Linked DNA regions of Rattus norvegicus: all the other regions are linked to region 3. A link is a contact called in public Hi-C data. All regions are on one chromosome and are shown on one strand. Each heading gives the region's core, a stretch centred on a gene start, on an enhancer-like site or on the middle of the called end of the contact. The rest is flanking DNA. Distances are from core to core; before and after follow the strand shown. Region 1 holds the start of Pank3 (pantothenate kinase 3). Region 2 overlaps Slit3 (slit guidance ligand 3). Region 3 holds the start of Spdl1 (spindle apparatus coiled-coil protein 1).

Region 1 (2,700 bases), core at 99-2,598, 930 kb before region 3:
CTTTAATCCTGGCATTTGACAGGCAGAGGCAGGCAGAAGAGGCTAGCCTGGTCCACAAAGTGAGTTCCAGGACAGCCAGGGCTGCAGACACCCTGTTTACAAACAAACAGAAAGCATCATTAATGCTTTCTATAAGCAGATAATCTAAAATTAGAACAAACAAAAAACTGTTTCCCAAGGACTATGCCCTGAAGGTGGAAGAGAAACAGCCCTGCACTTTGAGCCAGAAAAAGGAGGGCACTAAAAGTTACTGAGGCGAAGTTCTCTTTCCTCATCTTTAAACACTGAAAGCTCTCACGTTTAAGTAAGTTTGTGTTTCTAGACTGCTTTGGAAGCTGCACTGCAGAGAAGGTGCTCATCGCCGCCCCCCATACCTGATCTGTAGGTGCAGTTAGGAGGATAGCGTAAAAATAGAAACTGTAAAACCTCTACGACAGGGACACAGGTCCCCACATCCTTAGTTTGTAGATAAAAGAACAACATTCACGAAGACTAAGCCAAAAAATAAGCCAGCCGCAGGAATAAAAGGCATTTAAAAGACAGAGTTATGAAACTTGATATGTGTCTTTTAGAGCAGAGTTAGAAGCATTGCATGTATATGCATGCACAGTTACCACAGAAAAAAGCTCAAGGTATTTACCACCATATTAATGTGGTTCGAAGTGTTCGAAATGGCTGAAATACGATGTTTCAACCTTGTTAATCTGCTTTCTAAAACACGAAGACAGCTGATTTTCTAAACTGCCAAGACAATTAACTTATCTATAGGCAGACTGCATGCATAAGCGTTAAAAAGCTCCAACTGCAACGCTGACAACTCCCAGAAACCCACCTGGACTTCAAGGACACACGCAGGAAACCCAGAAACCAGTAAAAATGGGCGGGTGTGTGTGTGTGTGTGTGTGTGTGTGTGTGTGTGTGTGTGTGTGTACCAGCTCCTATCTGACAGCCATGACTACCTCTTTTCAGGAGGGAACTGGTAGCTGAGCTCCCGTTTGGTAAAACCCGAGTCAAAATTCTCCCGTGTATCTCCTAGATCTCTAGGAGCAATCAAGAGCAGCGGGAAGGAGGAGGGCAGAATCTCGACCCCCCACGCTTGGGGGTGGGGAAGTTCGCCGCCTGCAACCTGGGGCTGCAGCGATCCTTCCCTTCCCTCCACGGCTGGCGCCCGCGAGCAGTCGCAAGCCTAAAGCCGGCCGCTCCGCCAGTGGCTCCCAGAGCGGTCTTCCCAACCCACGGATCCCGGTCCCCTTCTTACAGGGTTTTTTGGCATCCTTGATCTTCATGGCGTCGGTCTAAGGCGCGAGGGGTAGCCTCCGGTGCAGAGCTCAGCGAAGAGAGGTGAAGACTCCCTAGCAGACTGGGCCGCGCGGCGAGGCCCGGCCGGTTCCTCCCCTCAGGCCGGGCGGGGCGGGCCTAGGGCGGGGCGGCGGTGCCCGAGGCCACGGGCGGCCCACGGGGCGGCCCCGCAACCCCGCAAGGGGCGGCCGGGACCGAGCGAGCTGGGGAAGGCCGCGGGCCTCGCCGCTCCGTGGCCCCCCGCAGCCGCTCCAAACAAAAGGCCCCGGTCCCCCGAGCCGCCGCCGCCGCCGCAGCCGCCGCCGCACTGAGAAATAGCCCGCCCAGGCCCAGCGCCCACGTGACCCAGACCCCCTCGCCTCACTCTCTGCGGGGCTGCTAGGAGTTGTAGTTCTCCGCAGCGTGAGGCTCCACTCTCCTGCGGCAGACGCGCGGGCGGACTACAAAGCCCAGGATGCCTCGCGACCCCTATTTCTAGGCCCCCTCCGCTTCCGGAGATCGCCTCAGAGTGGTCCCAGAGGGGAGGAGGCGGGGCCTTAGTCACGCCAGCAAGGAGGCTGCCAATGGTAGCAAGCCGTGGGCGGTCTTGGCAATTCCCGGGTTCTGATCTGGTCGCTGCTGAAATAGAGGGGTTATGAACTCTGAGGGCACTGTCATGGCTGTCACACAGTAGCAGTTTTTCTCTTGACGGTTTTTCCAGTGATGGCTGTGTCAAAATTCAAGGGTCCAGTCCACTGAGTATGTTTGATGAGTTAAGTCATTCACTAAAGGAACAACTTGAATATTGGGGTTGGAATGTCACTAATGATAGTAACATTTACTACATCATTATTGTTTAATGTAATGTAATCTAGTAGCCTTCGGAGCCACATGCAAGTTTTATTTACTGTGGAGATACAGCAGGAACGAGGCAGTCGAAACGCTTGAAAGTTGTATGATTGTGGTGCAACGCCTTTAGTCCCTGCACCCCAGAGGCAGATGCAGGCTGATCTCTGTAAATTCAAGGCTAGCCTGGTCTACAGAGCAAGTTCCAGGACACCCAGAGCTGCAGAGAAACCCAGTCTCATAAAAATAAAGAAAACATCTGAAAGCACATGAAAGCAAGTTCCTTACAGGATCTCTCCAGTCTAGCTCCTCATTGCAAAGAGGAAAGTGACTTTCAGAGAAGCGAATTAGATGCACCAGTTCTCAGAATAAACCCAGGACAACCTTTTCTCTAAGACTCTTGTGACTTGAGGTCACATCAGAAAGGGAAGAGATGGTATCAAGGACATGGCTTCTCCTCCACTCTTATGTCTTAGGTGGCAAAGAATTCAGTGATTGACTATATAGGGTTTGGCGAGGACATAGTTTAACTCCCCGGGGAGTTGGCCCTGGAAGTTAGTGTTCCAAGAAACATTT
Region 2 (2,700 bases), core at 90-2,589, 570 kb before region 3:
GGGGAAGGCATCTGATCCCCTAGAACTAGAGTTATGAATGGCTTAGCCATCGTGTAAGTGCTGAGAGCTGAACCTGGGTCTTCTGAAAGAGTAGCAAATGTTCCTAACCACTGAGCTGCCTCTCCAGTTCCTCCCTCTTCCCCTCTGTTTCTGTTGTTTCTAATATGGTGGGAAGAGTTTACTAGTTAACTAGATCCCAACCTCATTTCACCTTTTATTTTTTTTGAGAAAGGGTCTCACTAAGTTGTCCATGTTGACCTTGAATTCACTCTGTATCACAGGCAAGCCTTGAACTTGTTGTCCTCAGATTTCTGCCTGTAAAGCCAGCGTTTGGAATTACTGACTGACGCCACTGTCCTTGTCAGGGGGAGAAGACTTTGAACAGAGATACCAGCCAGATGAACAACACTGAGACCCTGTGTCCTTGAGCTGCCCCAACTTCGAACGTCTTTTCGTACTGCCTGTTGGACTCTTCTCTGACAGACTTTGAGTACGGCTCTACCCACCAAAGCCACTCTGTTTCTCTTCAACGGCAGGAAGCATGGGGTGGTCAGAAAGACATGGGTTCAAGCTGTGAGTCCCCTTTTTTATTGTGGTGGCCACCTCTCTTTGGCTGTTTCCTCCTGTGTGTAATGGGGTTATCAGAATGCAGAGTTCCCAGGGCTTCCACCAATGAACCTGAAGTGGATCAAACGCTTCACAAGAGTTAGGTCAACAGCCACCTTGGTACTCACTGTTGATAGAAGACAAGGTCTACCATGTGAGGACTGTGAACACACTGGCCACTGGCCACTAACCCTCCAGTTCCTAGTTGTTTTCCGGTTCCTAACCATGCCTCACTGGCTACTTCATAACTTGTCTCCTCCTTCAACCTTTACCGCTGCAGAGGACCCCATTTCTCCCTCTCTGCTCTGGATTCTGCTCACCTAGGATTCTGGAGTCTCTCCTGATGCACCCACCCATCCTTTAAATTAGCCAGGCTTACTCCTTCCACAACAACCAGCTCCTCCTGGCCATCCCACCCCTCCCCCCTTTTCTGTTTGTGATGTTTCCCCTCAAAGGCTTTTAGGCCAACCAAATCAGGTTTGAGGTCTGGCTCTGTGCCAGGTCACTGTGAAAGAGGAACTTGGCCTCAGTCTCAGCTTCCTTATGTGTGAACTTTGTGGCGATCATAATGTTTAGGCCTGGAGAAGTGGGCTGTGTAGAGTGGGCATTAACCTGGTCCACAGAGGAAGCCAGGCCCTGGACAATATAATTGAGTCTGCACAAGCACTGAGCTCACTGCCTGCCCTATTGATCGTTGCCCAAGGCGATTCTGATCTCTGTGCTTTTCCTCGACTTTCCCACATGCCTGCTTATGGCCACATGGTGGCAGCCTGTCCATGACAGAGGAAGCTTCTGGTTGCAGAATCTAGAGAAAAGTGACTTGAATATGAATGTGTGTGTGTGTGTGTGTGTGTGTGTGTGTGTGTGTGTGTGTGTGTGTGTATCCAGATACTTGTTTTTAATTTTCCTATTTTGGTGGTGATTGTGGGGTATTATTAATTCTTTTCCACCGGCTCCTGATTCTATTTCCGGGAGTCTTCTACCTATACATGTTGAGCAGAAGCAGAATGAATCAGCCCAGCGCTTCAAGGTGTTATTTTTTGAGAAACAGGATTTATATTTACTCCTCTTTCTGGGACAGTCATCCCAACAGCCAGGCTCTAGCAGGAAGCCCACTGGGTGGGGCACCCATGTTAAGGTGTCAGGAAGTCTGACGTCTCTAAAGTGACCATTTCGTCTGAAACTCTACTGGGGATGAAAAACCCTTGTGTCCTGGAAAGTCTTAAAGTCCCGGATAAATATGGCTGCTTGGGCTGTTGGACATCTCTGCTACACCCCTCTGAACTTGACAGAGACATAAATTCTCTACCTTTGAAAGGACCACAAATAACATTCTGATCTCAGAGGATGGAGTGAGCAGAAGAGGTTTGCTCGTCTCGATGGATTGGAGGGGAAAGATCTAGAACTTCATGTCCTATCCCAGCCCTTTCTACCTCCTTGGCACAGAAGAAGGAGGGGTGTGTCTTGGCTTTCAAGACATTCTTGCAAAAGGGCTCCAGGAACACAGTGACCCACAGCAGTCTGTGAGGAGGCAGGAGAGCTCGCTTGAAGCATTTACAGATGCAGTTAAGGTGCTCTGCCATCCACGTGCTGTCTAGATGATGCACGAGTACCCCGTTGCCAGGCCAGAATACAATCCTCTGGGATATCCTTAGGGCCAGCGAGAATAAAGAGGAGCCAGGGATGCCTCTCTGGGGTGGGCCTCCTAGAGAACACAGGGGTTTCTCCAAGACCCTCCCTACTGCTCTTCTTCACCTCCAACTACCAGCTGTCTGCCCTCTCAGTTCACTTTGGCATACCTTTCTGCCTGTCTCTGAACAAATCTCTGCTGGAGCAAACCCTTGCTCACTGAACTAATGGGCATTTACATCTCCAAGGCCCTGAGCCCAGGAGGCCCCGAGACACACCGCCACATTCTGGGGTTTTTTATTAGAAAGCTCCTCTGAAAACAGGAAAGCTTTGGAAAACACAGAGAAAGAATGGCCCTTTGACAAAGCCGGGGAGAGCAGACAAATCCAGGCATGAATGAACGACCTAAGTATGTATCTTTAAGAAATGGTCTTTTGTTGTTGTTGTTTTTGGTCTTTAAAAAAA
Region 3 (2,732 bases), core at 82-2,581:
CAGGAGGTCAAAGGCTATGGTACATCAAGATATTAAAATTTAATGGAGACATTCAACTCTACCAAATGCAGGAAAAGGGGAAAGTAAACACTGACCTCTGGACATTGAAGGTTAAAAATCAACGGGGTACAGTACAAGTTTGGCCTGCATGATAAAACAAGGAAGCAAACAAATAAAAACAAAACAAACAAACAAACAAAAACCCGCTGGTGATCTGTCAAGAGACAATTCACTATACTGGTTTAAGACTAGACGACAGGTGGAATACAAATTAGTAAAAGAAACGAATCCCAGGAGTCGCGAGGAGGGGCTGGCGGATCTCTGTTGAGTTCATCGCTAGTCTGGTCTGCAGGGAGAATTCCAGGACAGTCAGGGCTACACAGCGACCCTGTCTCAAAAATCTAGATGAGATGACGATGATGAGGAGGAGGAGGAGGATGATGAAGAGGAAGAAGAGGAAGAAGAGGGGGGAGAGGAGGAGGAGAAAATTGAATAGTGAAAACCTTCTTAGACGTTTTGTTATGTAAAGAAAAACATGGGAATGTGGTTGACTGGCGTCGGAGAAGTTTTCGATTAATTTTTGCAATGAGTCATTTCAGCACCTTCATCTACTGACGGGAAAGATTCAACACAGTCAATCACGATAAAGAAGCAGCCAAGTGCTTAGATAAAAAAAAAAAAAAAAGACATGATGCCATGTGCCAGTTGCTAGAACTCTCCAAATTTCCAACTGTTTAAAAGTGTAAAGAATAAGTAAAATTACAAGGGGTTTCTATTTAGACACGCATGCTCTCGAGCTGTCCTGCAGAACCGGCTGGGTTTGTTTGAATAGCAGTCCTAACACTTTGACTTTGAATTACTAGGGTGTTCTTTGGAGGTGGCTTTAATTTCCTCTGCGGAAAGTGCAAGATGCCGCGGAGCTGGCAGGGTGGATCGGGTCTAACTGGGAAGATCCGTGTGGAATGTGGCACAGTGCTGGCCCGGGTTAGACTCAATGCCTTAGCTACTAAAGGCGACTGCAGGCGGGCCAGTGTGGAACTACTATTACCTTCAGACCCGGCGACAATGGCGCTGCTAAAGACCACAACAAATAAATACACCTCAGAAACACAATTCACTAAAAGCAAACACTTGGTTAAATAAAAAAAAAAGTTTCCAGGGAATCTGACAAGCAGAAACGCCTAAAAGCACAAGTCGCGCAGCATGCACATGCGCAGTCGCTGCAAGACACGCCTCTCGTTTGCCCCGGAGGCGCGGATTGGACAACACATCTCGTGAGAAACCCGAGTTCTCGCGGGAACAATATTCAAAAACCCCGGCGCTTACTGAACAGACCCTCGGCCGAATGAAGAGGGTGGTATTTCTATGCTGAGGTAGATTTAGTGTCACGCGTCTGGGCGCCCAGTGCTCTCCGGACAGGCCTCCAGTTGCAGCAGCCAGGAAACGTGGGGAGAGGTAAGGGCGAGCGGCGGGAAGGGCGAACCGGGCGGCCGCAGGCGGAACGCCTGTTGTCCCGGAACCTGAGTTCTCAGGAGCCTCCTTCCGGGTCGGTGTAGTGTTCGGTCGGACCGCTGCGCTGCGGGTTTGACTGCGTACGGGTAAACACGGTGCTGGGTGATCTTGATATTTAGTTCTGTGACCTCCGAGTCCTGAGTTCTCTAGTACCGTAAGCCCTGGCCAGTGGTGCAGCCCGAATTAACTGTTGCAAATATGTAACACACGGTGGAGGCTTATTGTAGCATCTCATTCACTTATTTTTTACTTGTTTAATTGTTTTGTTATTTATGTATTATTCACATTACATCCCAATCTCAGCCCCCTCCCTCCTTCTCTCCCAGTCCTGTCCCCACAAATTCCTACCTCCACTACCCCCTCCGTCTTTTCTCAGAGAAGGGGAAGTCCCCCTCCCCCCAGTACCATCCAACCCTGGGAAATCAAGCCCCAGCAGGGGTAAATAAGCACTCCCAACTAGGCAGTCCAGGTAGGGGAAGGGGAATCCAATGCCAGGCAACAGAATTAGAGACAGCACCGCTCCGATTGTTAGGGGACCTAGGTCCAACCCCTGTAACCTCCTTGGTTGTTGGTTAAGCCTCAGTGAGCCACCCTGGGCCCAGGTTATTTGACTCTGTTGGCCTTCCTGGGGTGGCCTTGACCCCTTTAGCTTGCTCAATTCTATCCCCTATTCTTCCCCACAAAACTCACAGAGCCCCGCTGGATGCTTGGCCCTGGTCTCTGCATCCCTTCTATCTGCTGCTGGATGAAACCTCTCAGGAATTAGTTCTGCTAGGTTCCTATCTGCAAACATAGCACAGTAGCATTAGTAGTGTCAGGGGCTGGCTTGCTCTCATGGGATGTGTTTCAAGTTGGGCCAGTCAGTGTTTCTGCTCCGTCTTTATCCCTGTGCATCCTATAGGCAGGAGAACTTTTGGGTTCAAGGCTTTGCGTGTTGATTTATTGATTTTTGTATTTGTTTATTTTTTCAATGATTAGAGGTTGCAGTGGTAACATTTTGGATGTTTTGGTTAAATGTTTTCCCTGGTATTTATTTGTGAAAATGTGACTCCCAGAAAGTTTAAAATTCCTTTGGCTCACATGGCATTTCTGTTGATACCTAGACAGAGGCCCTTTACTCTACTTATCTTACAGAATTTATAAGATAGATGAAACAAGATGTTTGCAAAACTTTTTTACGATGTAGCCAGTTTGGTGGTGGAAATGAGCTTTGAACCCAG

Evidence for each region. A called contact is a pair of places that touch in the nucleus more often than the background predicts.
Region 1: a contact with region 3 is called in a Hi-C map of kidney, with 6 times the contacts expected there. The contact joins the promoter of Pank3 here to the promoter of Spdl1 in region 3. A contact is called at or near these places in 2 of 12 Hi-C or Micro-C datasets (kidney and mammary epithelial cells) and 1 of 1 datasets of contacts at active chromatin or transcription factors (oligodendrocytes).
Region 2: a Hi-C map of hepatocytes shows a contact between it and region 3, with 2.7 times the contacts expected there. The contact joins the enhancer-like site here to the promoter of Spdl1 in region 3. A contact is called at or near these places in 9 of 12 Hi-C or Micro-C datasets (the A7r5 cell line, Schwann cells, frontal cortex and 5 more).

Annotation. Positions count from the first base shown.
Region 1 is chr10:20,731,839-20,734,538 of GRCr8, reverse strand. Pank3 (pantothenate kinase 3) reads right to left here and starts at 1,348. Exons shown (of 7, transcript NM_001108272.2): 1 at 1,259-1,348. The coding sequence starts at 1,286.
Region 2 is chr10:20,364,315-20,367,014 of GRCr8, reverse strand. The region is part of intron 4 of Slit3 (slit guidance ligand 3); the gene reads right to left. Among named protein-coding and RNA genes, the nearest start is that of Mir218-2, 210 kb to the left of the region's middle. Within about 2 kb of position 1,339, at least 8 of the 93 cell types and tissues checked have an H3K27ac peak or open chromatin away from gene starts, as enhancers often do. A contact at or near this core is called in hepatocytes, where this site is marked.
Region 3 is chr10:19,796,896-19,799,627 of GRCr8, reverse strand. Spdl1 (spindle apparatus coiled-coil protein 1) reads left to right here and starts at 1,331. Exons shown (of 12, transcript NM_001034138.1): 1 at 1,331-1,455.